Linked DNA regions of Triticum aestivum: all the other regions are linked to region 2. The links are chromatin contacts, called in public Hi-C and HiCAR-type maps. All regions are on one chromosome and are shown on one strand. The core of a region is the stretch at or near the end of the contact, and the rest is flanking DNA. Distances in the headings are between cores, read along the strand shown.

Region 1 (2,755 bases), core at 211-2,710, 670 kb before region 2:
CCAATGCTTTAAGGTATGTGCTTGTCATTTGACGATCAATAAGTCGTTCGCTCGAGATTGCCAAAAATCTGACGTCAGTTCTATAAGAGCAACTCTAACGTGTCGACCCATTTTGTCCACACGCGATCCATTTGGGTCGCAGCGGACAGAAAAGTCGGTCCAACGCGTCAATCCAAACGGATGCGCTTTCGCTTTTCGTCTGCCTGCCGACCCATCTCAAGCCCAATTTTGAGTCTGATTTGCGTCGGCGCGGACACGAGACAGACGCGCGCGCTGCGTGCCAAGTACCCCCTGGCCTGCCAGTCGGGGGCACATTGGCCATCCTCTCCCACCCCTTGATAGCAAACCATCGTCCGCTCCCGACCCCCGTCCCGTCGCCGACGCCCATTTCCGGTGCCTCTGCCAGCAGCCGGTGCCGACACACCTCCCCCAACGCCACCACCTCCCACGTCACCGGCACCACCGCCTCGTCGTCGGGGCACCGAAGCTTCCCCACCCCACCCAGACGCTGCCGCGAGCAGGAAGCCGCTTCCCCGCCCCGGCCAGCTCCTTCGTGCGACAACACCCGCTGTCCTAACGGCTGCACGCTTGTCGGACGCTGCCAGGTCCAAGGGAGGCGCGCGGCTCTTTGCCGACCAGCTTCTTTGTCGACGCCCGCAAGCTATTCGACAATTTACCAAGGTACAAAATGGACTCCGCTGACGAGTTCTTCTTCCACAATTTCCTACGCGACTCCACGATTCCTCGCCCGATGATGAGGAGGAGATCTTGGCTGCCGTGTTGGTCCATGACCACCTTAATAGGCAGCGGCCATTGTTCCGTGGCTGAGACCCGGGGCACCTTCCGGCGTTGAATCGCAACTGAGAGAGCAACCATTTCCTTCTTTGGAAGGACTACTTTGACACAACCAACTCGCTGTTCAAACATCAGAAACTCCGGCGGCGTTTTCGTATGGGTAGGCATCTTTTCAACCGTATTAGAGAGGGGGTGGTCAGATACGATAACTATTTTGAGTGCAAAGAGGATGCCCTTGAAAAGATTGGCTTCTCATCTTATCAGAAATGCACTGCAGCCATCCAGATACTTGCGTACGGAGTACCCGGTGATCTCATTGATGAGTAAGTCCGTATGAGCTAGTCTAATTTATCTGGTTGAAACTATCTTATTTTTTACATGTTTGTTTGTGAAATAATGCAAAATATATGCGTATTTATTGAAAAACAGCGGCTAGCTGGCCACACGGTAAATATGGGTCAGCGCGTTGGGTGAAATGCCGACCTAAATGATAAACAATGCGGATGCCGAGCGGGCGACCGATCCAAACAGACAAAAAATAGACAAAAACACCGTTCGTTTGGGTCGACGTGTTGGAGTTGTTCTAATGTTTAGAGAATGTGACGGTTTTGGTTGTTTGGAACTTGATACTCACATCAACGTAGCCCCGGAAGAATTGTAAAACAAATCTTAAAATTTCTCGTGCCCGTTTCTCCGCGCTCTCCCGTCGGTTCCTGTCTCTCCCTCCATTTTCCGCTTCGTTCCTAGGGTTTTCTCCCCCTCCTCCTCCCAATTCTGCGCCCCCGCTCGCGCGATCCCCACCGCGATGGTCTCCAGCGCCCGTAGTTCCGGCGGCATGGCTCACTCGGCTTCCAACAGCGCCGGAAGCGCCGGTTCCCCCTCCGGCGGCATCGGGCCCGGCAAGGGGGTTGCGGCGGCGGCCGCCACGACCTCGGCGTCAGCGTCCACGCCGGCCAGCGGGAGCACCGTTGCCCGCCGCCTCAATGATCTCGAAATTCAGGGAGATGACGCGCCATCGTCGCAGCCCGCCGCTAGGTTCGTGAAATCTGCTGTCGTGTTGCTGCTTAAGTTGAGTTGCTCACCACCTTCTTTGCCCGGGGACTGTGTACCGCAACTTTAGCACTGGGTCGGTATAGAGTAATTTTGCGATCTGAGATGCGGATTTTGGTCTCGTGAGCTGTACTATTGAGAGCTGCATTTCGCTGTCCACTAGATTCAGTCGATGCATACTTCCTGCAGCATGTGTTGGTTTGAATTGGTGCGCATTGGCTACTGAAGAGGGTGTTAGGAAGATGCGACGGTGAACTACTGGACTTCATCGGATTGTTATGATTGCTTTGCATTCGATTGTTAAAAAACAGGCGATTGCTAACTGTTGTTTGAGTCACAGCATGCTCTGAAGTCCGTTGCCCTAGAACTTTTATTGGTGCGTTCATATTTTGCTTGGGACTTCCATGCTTCAAGCTATTGGATGTATCTTAGTGTTAGATGTGTTTTCTGTCAGGAGTAGATAAGTAGTGTGATAACAAGCTGTGCTGCTTACACTCGCTGACCATCGAAATGTTGCTCGGTATCGATATCGTCTATGTGTAATTGCATAGAGTGCTCCTTAGGACAAAAGTGGAACGTCACTCAGAGTCTCAGACTATCAGAGTTATTGGCATGTTTTGTGCTTTGGATTTGTCGATAATCTAAGCTGTTCCCTGTTGGCTTCCTTAATTTAGACGTCTTCTCTATTTTCTTTCTTGAGATTGGACTTTTTCACTTATTCTTAATTGATTAAAAATTAGCAGCATAAAATATTTTACAGTGGTTCTGCTTTGTCATTGCAACAAATTATTTTGTACGTAATTTTAGTATTTTACTTATTAAATCTTAAAATCTACAAGTAGCTGTGCACTTTTGACAGATAGCTGTATGGTATTTGCAATGCAGCAAGAAGAAAAAGAAAGGAACACGC
Region 2 (3,025 bases), core at 32-2,531:
ATAGGACGAAATGGCCCATCACAATCTGTCTCTTGCAACTTAATTAGTCTGACTTTCTCGCGGTTCGACTGTCCATGTACATTGTACTACACTGTTTATCTGAATTTTCCATGAGTCCGTGTCATGAATGAAAAGGACGTAACCGGCAGATTTAGCTTCAACTTGAAGTTCACTAAATTCAACATATATGAAAGAAAAACATTGACGAATATTTGCGTGGGCAGGAACGCTCATGTGCGCACATCCCAAAAGCTGCAACCGGATTTGGCAAATCCGACCCCTCAAACGCTCGCGGATCAATCTGTGTACAGCGCCGTCGCTTTCCTCTCTCGCTGTCGGCGTCGTCGCAACTTGCGGGCGACGTTCTCTGCCTGCAAGTCACCGCCGATGAAATCGCGCCGTCGACGGACGAGGCGGACTGCGTCTCCATCGCGACGGTGTGGGTCGGGCTGGACGGCATCTCCGACGATAGATCGGGACCAGAGGTGAGGATTGAGAGTAAGGGTGGACGGCGGTGAGGGTCCGGGCGCGGGAATGGTTGGAAGGCGGTGGGAGAAGGAGGAAGGGTTTGATGGATTTGATGCAATTTAGGATGGGTCGGGCTGTCAGGCTGGATATGGGGTGTCTGTCAGCCCTGGTGTTTGTGGGGCCCTCTGGATCAAAAAACCGTGACCGAACAATGACTGGGCGGTTCGCCCATGCATATGAGGCGGATTTGAGATTTGAGAGATCCGGCTGTAGATGGATCAAAAAACCGTGACCGAACAATGACTGGGCGGTTCGCCCATGCATATGAGGCGGATTTGAGATTTGAGAGATCCGACTGTAGATGCTCATAGAAAACTGAATAGGTACTGCTATGATTCTATTGTTGCGCGTCAGTGATGGATGATCGATGAAAAACAAAGGATCAGAATCTGCAAGCCAGACATATGGCGACGTCCTTTTGTTTTGTTTTGTTTTATTTTATTTATTTATTATGGATGATCCGCAGCCAGCCTGGACTGCAGAAACGTATGGTCTTGATTATCCTTGTGAAAAGAGAAACGTCTGGACATGGAAAAGAAATGATGATGCGGCGGAGAAAGCAGAACACCGAAAATTCCAGTCCAATCCAATCCAACGAGGGGCGCTGCGTGACCACGTTCGTGCATCCTTTTGACAGGTCCGAGGGGAAGAGTCCGAGTAGCCATCGCCGAGCTTTCCCAAACACCGCGCGTGAGTGAGTGCGTCACGACTCACGACAGGGCCGGTTGGTGTTGGGCGCGTTGGCTGCCCTGCCCGTTAGCCCGTTCGGGCCGATCGATTTGCCGCCGCCGCTGGCCTCTCTCTGTCTCTGACCGGACTGCGGACGCTGGCTGCTGGCTGCTCGCTGCCTCTTGCCACGAAGCGGCGTATATGTATGCTAAAATCAAACTGGTAATGGAGTGATTGGGTATTTGGAGTTTGCAGTGTGATGCAGACGTGGCATCACCTGGCCATGCGGAGGCCATGCGCCCATGCAGGCTTGTTCCGGTCCTCCGCCTGGTCTTGCCAGCACATCTGCCATGGACGATGGATGTCGGCTTTCTCGTCATGGGCCATGCATGGCCACCACGTGACGAGATACAGCCGTGCAACTGCGGGGCAGTACCCGAGACGGAATAAACACGGTCATCGTACTACAACTTTTTTTTTTGCGGGGATCGTACAGAACTTTCCTTTTTGAACCAATCGCAGGAAGCAAGGAGAGATCGAGAGAGCGAGCGAGCTCGGGGAGCAACTAGCTCTACCTGTCAGTCTGTCACGCAATGGACGCTACCCCGTCGAGGTGTTTTTTTTCACGCTTTTTTCTCGGCTTTCAGGTTTTTTCCTTTCTGCTTTTCTAGGTTTTGGGGATTTCGACTATCAGGAGCATGGCCGTGTTTCTGGATGGAGCACAGGCATGTGAAAAGCCTAAATTAGTTTATTTGAAAAACACAGTTGTGCATCTCTCCATGGGACTGTGGGAGCACCAATTCCAATTGAGATCACAAGTTACTGCAATCTGGAAGCACATGTTTGCTCATTTTGGGAGCATAATTTTTTACAACAAAAAAATTCATCAAAACCTGTTAATATGGGATCTAAATTTTGAAGGTTTCGATGAGACAAATGCGTGATGAAAACGGTCCGTGATTTCAACCCATGGTTCAATACATATATCATTAAAAAAGATTTACAAAAAAAGCATAAACAAATCCGTTCATCCCTCGTGCGAATAGGAAGAAATCTCATCCAAACTCCTAGGTTATGACAATTGACGCTCATGCAGAGTAGTTGTGAGTGATCTTTGCAAAGGGTGCCCCTTCATTAGGAATTCAAAAATCTTGTGGAGGAGCACTTAGAACAAGCAACCCGCACCCTCGGTATAGTGGGCCGGCCCACTTGGCCAGGTTTTATTCCATTAAGTCGTGCCAAGGTGATATGACCCTGTATAATTTTCTAGGACCGCCTATAGGGCGCAGCACGCGCTACAAAGGAAGCAGGCGTGCACCCCCCGCTCCCCTTTTGGGCCGGCCCATGTGTGGCCGGGACGCCGCCTGTTTATTTTTTTGCGGATGTTTCCTTTTTCTTTTTTTCCATTTATTTTTTTTCTTTTTTCAATAATTCGGGATATTAAAAGGTTCTAAATTTCAGAAAAGATGCTAATTTTGAATAAAACAGTCATGATTTCAAAAACAATCATGATTTTCAAAAAGATGCTCGATAATTCAAAACTTGTTCTTGAATTCGGCAAAAAATGATCACAAATTTAAAAATGTTCATGAATTTAAATCAATGATCACAATTTCAAAAAAAATGTTCATGAATTTAAATCAATGATCACAATTTCAAAAAAAAATGTTCATGAAATTGAAAAATGTTCACAAAGTAAGTAAATCATGATTACAGAAAAATGCTCTGGAATTCAAAAACTGTTCACGAATTTGTAAAAAATGTTCACAAACTTAAAAAAATGTTCATAATTTAGAAAATTCAAACAAATGTTTGCTAATCCAGAAAC
Region 3 (2,997 bases), core at 82-2,581, 600 kb before region 2:
ACAAATGGTAAACCGGCGAGTGTTAAACCGGCAGAGTTAAGACAGGTGGTAGCACCGGCAGGTGTTAAGACAATGTTAAACCGGCAGACAATGTTAAACCGGCAGACGTTAAGAAGCCCAAGAAAGGAAGTCAAAATAGTTTAAGTCTTAGTCCGAGATGGACTCTACATGTAACCCACCCCTTCAACTTATATAAGGAGGGGCAGGGCTCCCCAAAGAGGGACGAGCAAGAAACAATCTCTAGGGCTAGACACAACTAGAGGAGAGCCGGTTTATGGTGACTCCCTCGTGATGATAATGAGATCTAGCCTCAAACAGCATGTAGAGTTGTTACCGGATGATGTTTCCTGGGGCCCGAAGCTGTCTAAACCCTTGTCTTCTGTTGTGTCTCTCGATTCCACTCAGCCCCTCTCAAGCTACCACATAGATGCGCTGGCCTCACGACTAAGTCCTCATGCTAAGGACATCTGACGTGTTAATTCCACGACAGTTGGCGCCCACAGTGGGGCCCGCGCACGGTGGTGATGAGTTCTTGGAGGGATCTTTTTTCAGGGATCTAGAAGTTCATAATTTTCCGGATGAAGAGAAACCAGTTTGGAAGGATTTGCATTAATTTCAAGTCCACCAGTCCAGGGTTCAAGATCTGTAAGACTTAAAGTTCAAAGGAATTAGGGGAGCGGCTGTGCGCTACCTTAAACTGCCGAGATTAACAGGAAAGAAGCGACAAGTCACCAATACCATCTTCTTATATGACCTATTTTTCCCTTGGCGTGTCAAGTTTGCATCAATAACTCGCCAAAGCCGGCCGCCGTTTTTGTTTTGGTCCGTGCGCCGCAGCCATCCACATCTTTTCAACCGAAGATCGATTTCAACTACAGGCTGTTTACATCGGTTCAAGTACTAGTAATTCAACTAGTACTCGTCACGTCAAGCTACAGTATTCGCTATGTGTACGGGTAAGGAAAGAAACAGTGGCCAAATCCTACAGAAGGGAGATCCACGTTTGCGCTACGCGTCGATCAAAGGCAAACCAGGCTACCAGAAAATATCAACCGTGGACTAGTGGTGCTAAACAAAAAAGGGGGTTGCTGCGACCCGAAACCGGATTAGAATGCGTGCTCGCTTCCTGTAATTGAGTCGCCCTCGCCTTAATCCGCCTTCTTCCCGAGCCACACGTTGCGGCAACCCGGAGTACAGAAGTAACCCGGAAGCTGATATGATGAATGACTCGAATTAGTCAAAACGTGCTGTCGCGGTGAGTCGCCGACGCCGCCTCGTCTTGCCCTGCATCTGAAGTCGTTGTCTCCACAGACGTACAACGGCGATCTGGATTATCTCCACCGTTACAACCCGGATTCGCATCCTCTGCTGTCATCTCGGCCTCGTGTCGCTGCTCCGCCTTAAGTCGCCATCTCGAGGCCGCCGTTACCATAAGCTACCGCTCCTGAGATGTGCAGCCTGAGCTGGCCATCTTCAAAATGCCGGATCCTGCTGCTCCCCGCATGCCGGTTCACCACTGCTATCAACTGCTGCTGTCCACACGCGTTGGCTTACCACCCGCACCAGCGCCCTTGCTCCTTTCTCGCCGTGTGTCGCAACCGGCGCAAGTCTCTGCTTGCCCGCTGCCTCCGCCGTGGTTTGCCGTGGCCACAACAACCCTGGCTCAGAGTCCCTCTGTCTCCGCCTTGAACCGGGTCTGCCTTTGAGCTGGCTGGCCTCTTCCGTTGCAGCCTCGGCTGTCCTCTGCCGTCGCCGGCTCACCGTCCTCTGCCGTCGCGGCCTCGGCCTTGCTCTGAATCGCCAGGAGGGCCTCGCTCCGAGTGGCTCCGAGCTGTCGTCGCTGGCTCGCCTCCGCTGGCAGGCCACCAGTTCGTCACTCTGCCGTTGGGCGTCGAGCCTCCTCTCCCCTGTTCCCCGCGCCCGCCGGGTCGGCTCCCGCAGGTGCCCGTACCCGCTGGCTGGCTCCCATTCGGCTCCGACCCCCGCCCGCCGGGCCCTCCATCGCCGCTCTGCTCGATCCCGAGTACCGCACAAGCTACCCGGGCGGATTATGATGCGGCGCTTACGCCTGCTGGGCTCCCGCGCGACTCGGTCGCCTGCTCGTCGTCCCCACACCGGCTGACTCCGGGTCCCCGCTGGGTTGCCTCCGCCCGCGGGTGGGTGCCCCGCATCAAGCCGCCACCAGAAATCATCGGGACGGACTCGTTTGTAGCTGAGGGTCGCCGGACCTTATCTCAAGCGCCCGCCGCCTCCGCCGTCATCCGGCTGTGCCGCTGAGCCGTCTCTGCCACTGGCCGGTTTGGCCTCTGCATCGCCCCGGGTCATGGCCTCGCTTCATCCGCTCGTCCCCAAACTGCCTTGCCGGGTCAAGACCAATGCAGTAGTCCGCTTCAACCACAGCCGTGGGCCTCGTTTTGTCTTCGGTCATGAACCGCCCCGTTCTAAACTGCCAGCGCTGAACCGCCGCCCGCTTTGACTACAGCAGGAGGGCCGGCGCGCCTCGCCGCCCGGACTCCGCCATGACTCCCGCGCCGGCCCCTGCCGGTTTGCCTCACTGCCACAGCACACCTCCGCCGGGTCGCCTTACTACCCCCGCAGCCTGCCTGAGTCATCGACCCTGTTTCTGCTGCGAGCCGCTCGCCGCAACAGCCGCGCCAAGCTGGCCTCAGCCTGCGCCTCGCCCGCAAGTCTGCTCACGAGCCACCACCGCTGGCGTGTGACTTCACCCGCTGCTGCTACCCCTCATCTTGAGCCTACCGGTGCTCAGCCGCCCTGCGTCACGCCGGCCCTACTGCCTCGAGTTACGTGGCCGCCTCCGCAAGCCGCCTTCACCTCGCCTCTGTTGTGAGCCGCCGGGCCCCTCCGCAGCGGTGCCTTGTTGAGCTGCTGGCCGCCTCAGCTCTCCTCCGTCACGGCCCTGCTTCAGTTGCCTCCGAGCTGTCTCTTTGCGCCAATAGCAGAGGAAAAGAACCCGGGCTAGGCGCACAACGGAGGCGA

The links. A called contact is a pair of places that touch in the nucleus more often than the background predicts. HiCAR-type assays count read pairs that join an accessible place to other places.
Region 1: a contact with region 2 is called in a Hi-C map of leaf, with 5 times the contacts expected there. The contact joins the promoter of LOC123119153 here to the enhancer-like site in region 2. A contact is called at or near these places in 2 of 5 Hi-C or Micro-C datasets (both in leaf).
Region 3: a HiCAR-type map of leaf shows a contact between it and region 2, with 8 times the contacts expected there. The contact joins two enhancer-like sites. A contact is called at or near these places in 2 of 5 Hi-C or Micro-C datasets (both in leaf) and 1 of 1 datasets of contacts at active chromatin or transcription factors (leaf).

What each region holds. Positions count from the first base shown.
Region 1 is chr1B:271,327,285-271,330,039 of IWGSC CS RefSeq v2.1, forward strand. LOC123119153 (transcription factor-like protein DPB) reads left to right here and starts at 1,461. Exons shown (of 9, transcript XM_044538860.1): 1 at 1,461-1,830; 2 at 2,731-2,755. The coding sequence starts at 1,601.
Region 2 is chr1B:272,002,425-272,005,449 of IWGSC CS RefSeq v2.1, forward strand. No RefSeq gene overlaps it. Among protein-coding and RNA genes, the nearest start is that of LOC123119169, 100 kb to the right of the region's middle. Within about 2 kb of position 1,282, at least 8 of the 8 cell types and tissues checked have an H3K27ac peak or open chromatin away from gene starts, as enhancers often do. A contact at or near this core is called in leaf, where this site is marked.
Region 3 is chr1B:271,404,965-271,407,961 of IWGSC CS RefSeq v2.1, forward strand. No RefSeq gene overlaps it. Among protein-coding and RNA genes, the nearest start is that of LOC123119153, 78 kb to the left of the region's middle. Within about 2 kb of position 1,332, at least 4 of the 8 cell types and tissues checked have an H3K27ac peak or open chromatin away from gene starts, as enhancers often do. A contact at or near this core is called in leaf, where this site is marked.